2 separate regions of the Mus musculus genome follow, and region 2 is linked to region 1. The links are chromatin contacts, called in public HiChIP or PLAC-seq maps. All regions are on one chromosome and are shown on one strand. Each heading gives the region's core, a stretch centred on a gene start, on an enhancer-like site or on the middle of the called end of the contact. The rest is flanking DNA. Distances are from core to core; before and after follow the strand shown.

Region 1 (2,701 bases), core at 33-2,532:
AGTTAGGAAGGGAGGAAGTGTTTCAGTTACAGTTTGAAGGACACAGCCCATCATGATGGGGATGTAATGGCAGCAGGAGCATGAGGCCACTGGTAACATTGTATCCACAAATGAGAAGCAGACTCATGCATGCCAGTGCTCAGCTCACTGTCCCCTTTTCCTGTAGGCTAGGACTCCAGCCCACGGAATGGTTTCACCTACAGTAAAGGTGGGGCTCCTTGCCTCAATTGACGTAACCTAAACCATTCCGTACAGTCATGCTCAGAGGCTGAGCTCATCTAGATAATCTCTCACAGGTGTTTCTAGAGGATGGCTCTCCCACAGGATTCTCGATCCCGTCAAGTTAACCATTACTGTCAGTGATTGCAGCCCTGAAGGACCCTGCCCCCAGAAGTGCAGGCCCAAGCTAATCCTCAGCAATGCCAGCCCCTCCTTCCTTCCTTCCCTTGTGTTGCTCTGTTCTCATTATAAAAAGTTGCTGTTCTTTGTAAACTACCAAGAAACAGAGGGATGGAGCTGAAGAGATGGCTCGGCACCTAACAGCACTTCTTGCTCTTCCAGAGGACCTGAGCTTAGTTCCCCCATGTCCAGTGGCTGTCTTAGTTACCGTTTCATTGCTGTGAAGACACCATGACCAAGGCAACTCTTATAAGGACAACATTTAACTGGGGCTGGTTACAGGCTCAGAGGTTCAGTCCATTATCATCAAGGCAGGAGTATGGCAGCATCCAGGCACATGTGTGGCTAAAGTAGTTGAGAGTTCTGCATCTTCATCCAAAGCCCAGGCCCACAGTGACATACCTACACCAACAAGGTCATACCTCCTTATAGTGCCACTCCCTGGGCCAAGCATATACAAACCATCACAGTGACGAACAGCCACCTAGCTCAGGGGATCTAATCTAACACACACACACACACACACACACACACACACACACACACGTATAACTAAAGATAAACCCTTTTTTTTTAAAAAAGGAAAGAAACATAAGGAAACATTCTAAAAGAAAAGTAAAATTACCCACATTCAACTCACTAGAGATTAAATCAGTTAACCACTTTGGCATATTTCTTTTGGGGCCATATAGGTATGTGTGTGTATGTGTGTGTGTGTGTGTGTGTGTGTGTGTGTGTGTGTGTGGTGTGAAGGCAGCTGAAACAATCTGAATACAACATCATTTTACTTCAAGCATTGAGGTTTGTTTACACAAACAGGACTGTTTAGGCCGACTCTTACTAAGGAGTCCCAGTTGTCCATTCGGTTATTATGTACTGAGTCACCACCGATGGCACACCCTGCTGGAATGTGTCCCTCAGGGAGGGTGTTCTAGGCACTTCCTGGCTCCAGGTGAAGTCATTGCTAAGGCTCCAGTGTAAAGTAGAACATGGACGGCTAGGAAACAAAGATGCTCTGGAAAGACCCCTGCAGGGAACGTTCTATCCAAATCGCAAAGGAAATGGCAGGCGTGGTGTTGCAATGAGAGCCATGGCATTTCCCTTCCTCCTCTAGAACATTAAGAGTGACATACGCTCAGTGGGAAAATCACAGTGAAATGTCAGTTAAGTAAAAGCAATTTCCCCGATCCTCCCACGCGGAGTGGTTGTCCTTTTAAGCCCCGCCGCTCCCCCTCCTTTTTTCTCTTTCAGGAGCAGGGAGCAGAGTGGAGACTTCAAGCTTCCTTACTTAGTGACCGCCAGGTGTTGGCACGCGACTTGAGTAGCACCCCCCCCACCCCCCAGGCTTTGATCCATTGCAAAAGAGGTGTGAAGAAGGTTAAGGAGCCAACTGTCATGCGCTGGTATCTCCCTCTCAATCTGCTCTATCCCCAAATGCCACACACGGGAGGCATCTTCCCACAGTAGCTGATTCTTACCCTGGGCCCTTTTGAGTGACCCCTGGCATTCCACTGCGTGGGTGCAGAGAGTTACATAATCTGACTTCCATGGTTGGAAATTTAGATGGCTTTCAGATTTGACTATTATAAGTAATCCTGTTTTTAAGTGGTCTCCTGGTGAACAGTCTACACCAGTCTGTGGCTCTTTTCTTGGACAACCTCTCATCCAGGGAGTTGCGGGTTACAGGGATGCAAGGGCCAGGCTTTGAAAGAATTTGCCTGTGCTTCTTATGCAAAACAGCCCTGCTTCTGCCCAGGGCAAGATGTACATAAGTGTGTATGTGTATGTGTACAAATGTTCACATATATGTGCATACCCGGCTATCAACTCTCCAGGAAATCAGCCCTGAGAAACAGCTCAGAGATTCACTAATGAAAGGTAATGGGAGGGCTGGAGAGATGGCTCAGTGGTTAAGAACACTAACTGCTCTTCCAAAGGTCCTGAGTTCAAATCTCAGCAACCACATGGTGGCTCACAACCACCGTAATGAGATCTGATCTCTTCTGGTGCGTCTGAAGACAGCTACAGTGTACTCACATATAATAATACATCTTTGGGCCAGAGCAAGCAGTGCCGGAGCGAGCAGAGGTCCTGAATTCAATTCCCAGCAACCGAATGAAGGCTCACAACCATCTGTATAGCTGCTGTGTACTCATATACATAAAATAAATAAATAATTCTTTTAAAAAAGAAAGAAACGTAGAAAGAAAGAGAGAGAGAGAGAGAGAGAGAGAGGAAAGAAAGAAAGAAAGAAAGAAAGAAAGAAAGAAAGAAAGGAAGGAAGGAAGGAAGGAAGGAAGGA
Region 2 (3,027 bases), core at 256-2,755, 190 kb after region 1:
CTGGAGTTTCTGGCCAAGTCTGACTTCTGAGAAGTGCCTATAGTGTCTAGAGAGGGGTCAGTATGCCTGGTACCATGCCCTGCCTGACAGTTATGCTAGTGTTTTCTTGCTATCCTGGAGCTTCTTCCTCCACTGCCCATAGCTGTTGATCTTAGATTCTTTTCTTTTGAAGATATGTAGGATCGTAATTGACCCTTGAGTTCTAGTCATTCAAATATGACCTTTGTGCTATGAAAGGCTATTTGCTTAAACAATAAAAACTCACTTAGAAAGGGAAAGTGCTACTTGGAATTTAGATGAAGACTACCAGATTTGAAGACCAGATTTGAAGAATGATTATGTAACTCGGTTCCTAAAATGAAAACTGTGACTCCTGGGGACTTTCCCCTAACCCTGGACTGGCTCTAGATACACTGGCTTCCAGCCTTGCCTGTGGGTTTCCCTGCTACCACCTTGGCCCTGTGGTCATAGTAACCTCAACTTCGTGTTTTCTTCTCTGATCCTGCCTTCTAGCCCTTCCTAGAAGTCCTTCCTCTCCCCCCCCCCCTTTACCCCCTCCCTTGTACTAGCTCTTCAATGTCTGCTGGGGCTCAGCCTCCCATCAGTGATCTGCCCTCTAGGGTGCTGCTGCTCTCCCCATGCTCCAAGAGGGCAGAACCAAGTGCCTTACCACCTTACTGCCCAGGAGATGGTTGGTTTTCCTGCACTGTACTGCCTATGCCAAGCAAAGTTTGCTGGTAACTTCAGCAATGCTTTGGAAAAGTAGGAACCTTAATGGTTGGACAGAACTAGGGTTGTGAGCTGTAGACAAGCTCACGCTGTGCCACTCACTCAATGCCCATGAGACCATGGGTATGTTTCTGTCATATGCCAGACTCCTGCTGCTATAAATTAGACAATAGGGCTACAGCTTCTAGGGCTATGGGGAAACACAAGATGGACAGCATGGGTACTGGAGTCTGCTTAGAAGCCAGCCTTGGTGATCCTGAATTAAGAATGAGCCTGTGCATAGTGAGCACATACATGCATGCACACATGACAGCACACAGGCAGTGCTCTCACACTAACTTAAGCTGACACCCAATTCTGCATGCATGCATGATGCACGCACATAAGAACATGCCGTCACACTCTGACATACACAGGAGCACATGCTACCACATACGTGGTTACCTGGACTCAATCTCTCAACAGGTATGCACAGCAATGTTAATGATGTGCTGAGGTTGTGACATGGGTTGAGAACTTTCCTGATGTTTTCTTGTCCATAGCATAGTACTGCTTTTTTATAATTAGAGACGAGTGCCTCTAGGTTATTGAAAAGGCTTCTTAGAAATTCTGAATCTTTGCAAAGGAAATATGGAAGAGGCTAGAAATAAACAGTTGGCAGCACAAAGGTGGCAACTCATAGAATCTGTAAAGAACTTGTGGACACAGGGTGTGGCCTTTGGCCTGCTGTCTGTGGGATGCCTGGCTGCTGAGGTGAGGCACATGATTCATTGCCCTGCTGTGGTTTGTGCTCTAACTCTGTGCTTTCTTCCCAGGTCCTGCACACACACAAGCCTCACTTCATGGCCTTGCACTGCCAAGAATTTGGAGGGAAAAACTACGAGGCCTCCATGTCCCATGTGGACAAATTTGTCAAGTAAGTCTCAGCTGGAGCCTGTGGACCGTGGGGTAGGTCTTTGGATGGGATGTGGTGGTGAATGCCACTCCTTGAAACTTGTCTGTGGGTCATGTTGAGGGAGCTGCAATTTCCCCAGAGAGGTGTAGACCACAGGGAATGGTGCAGAAGAAATACCCATGGGGTATTCCTAGAACCTGCCCTCCATTGGAACAGCTTGGCATGGACACAGTTGGGGATTGAGCTTTGCCTCAGTTCCTGGAGTGCACTCAAGGCACTACCTGCCCCATGGGTCTCTGGTGTTCCCACTATCCTTGGTTCTGTTGCTGATTTTTTAATGTGCGTGCGCGAGAGTGTTCATGCCTCCGTGCATGCATACATGTGTGTAAGGGGTGTGTGCACATGCCACATAGCTCATGTAGAGGTCAGATAACACTTTTTTTGAGTCAGTTTTTCCCACTTCTATGTGGGCTCCAGGGATCAAATTGAAGTTTCAGGCTTGTACAACAGATGACATTACCCACTAGGCCACTTCACCGACCCTTGTTAGCACTTTTTCTTGCCCCTTTACTTCTGTTTGCATCTGGCCTGAACTTGACAAGAAAATAAGGAAGTACTCCTTCAGTGCTTACATGCCCGTGCAGGTGACAGCTAAGATCCTGAACATCACTGTGTGTAGAGAGACTGAGTAAGCACCCTGTTCACAGCAGAGTTTCTTTCGAGCGACATGTGCTATGTTCCCATCACTCAAGATTTTGGAGCTTGATTGGGTATCAAAAACTCTGTACATTGCTCCCAAGTAGTCTTCAAGACAGTTTGGTGCTCCAAAGCGTACTCCCTAACACGCACTCCTAATACTGGCACGGGGAGAAGGGCAGCACGGAAACAGCCCAGAAGGAAATTGAGGTGGCATTCTGCTGGCCAGAGCACTGGCTCCCATCGCAGCAGTGGAACAACAAGGGTGGGCAGACGTGCTGTACGGGATGTCTTCCATGGTGCATGCCCTTGGTGCAGCAGGCTGAGAAGTTCCTTATAGAGATCCTGCCTCACCATGTCCCAAGATGTCACTCTACCTTGCCTCAGAATGAATTCTAGTTATACTCAAGTAAAATTTGAAGATAGAGATATAGAAGAGGATCTTTGTAGCTTTGAGGTAGGGAGGATTTCTTTCAGGATGTGCAAAACTTGCAGCTTAGAAAGATAAGATTGACACATTTGTCCTGTTAAAAAAAAGCCATACTGTTACAGAAAGATATTCTGAACGAAGGAAGAGCCAAGCTACCTTATGAAGACCATCTGCAGCACACATCACTGACAGAAGTTAGTGTTAACACCAAGGACTGCAAGTTGGCAAAGGAGAGAGAGGCTTGTGGGCTGGAGCAGCAGAGCATCTGAAGGGGGAA

The links. HiChIP or PLAC-seq counts read pairs in DNA pulled down with a chosen protein or histone mark.
Region 2: a contact with region 1 is called in an HNF4G HiChIP or PLAC-seq map of pancreatic cancer cells. The contact joins two enhancer-like sites. A contact is called at or near these places in 1 of 15 datasets of contacts at CTCF or cohesin (embryonic stem cells), 31 of 484 Hi-C or Micro-C datasets (the AML12 cell line, the C2C12 cell line, CD4 T cells and 24 more), 10 of 115 datasets of contacts at active chromatin or transcription factors (the HPC-7 cell line, SST interneurons, T-cell acute lymphoblastic leukemia and 5 more) and 5 of 9 other capture datasets (adipose tissue, bone marrow-derived macrophages, embryonic stem cells and 2 more).

Annotation. Positions count from the first base shown.
Region 1 is chr7:139,284,204-139,286,904 of GRCm38.p6, forward strand. All of the region lies in intron 2 of Gm32486 (a long non-coding RNA gene), which reads right to left. Among named protein-coding and RNA genes, the nearest start is that of Gm51504, 6.8 kb to the left of the region's middle. Within about 2 kb of position 1,283, at least 32 of the 459 cell types and tissues checked have an H3K27ac peak or open chromatin away from gene starts, as enhancers often do. A contact at or near this core is called in pancreatic cancer cells, where this site is marked.
Region 2 is chr7:139,476,451-139,479,477 of GRCm38.p6, forward strand. It overlaps Inpp5a (inositol polyphosphate-5-phosphatase A), which reads left to right. Exons shown (of 16, transcript NM_001127363.1): 3 at 1,545-1,645. Among named protein-coding and RNA genes, the nearest start is that of Gm46004, 89 kb to the left of the region's middle. Within about 2 kb of position 1,506, at least 27 of the 459 cell types and tissues checked have an H3K27ac peak or open chromatin away from gene starts, as enhancers often do. A contact at or near this core is called in pancreatic cancer cells, where this site is marked.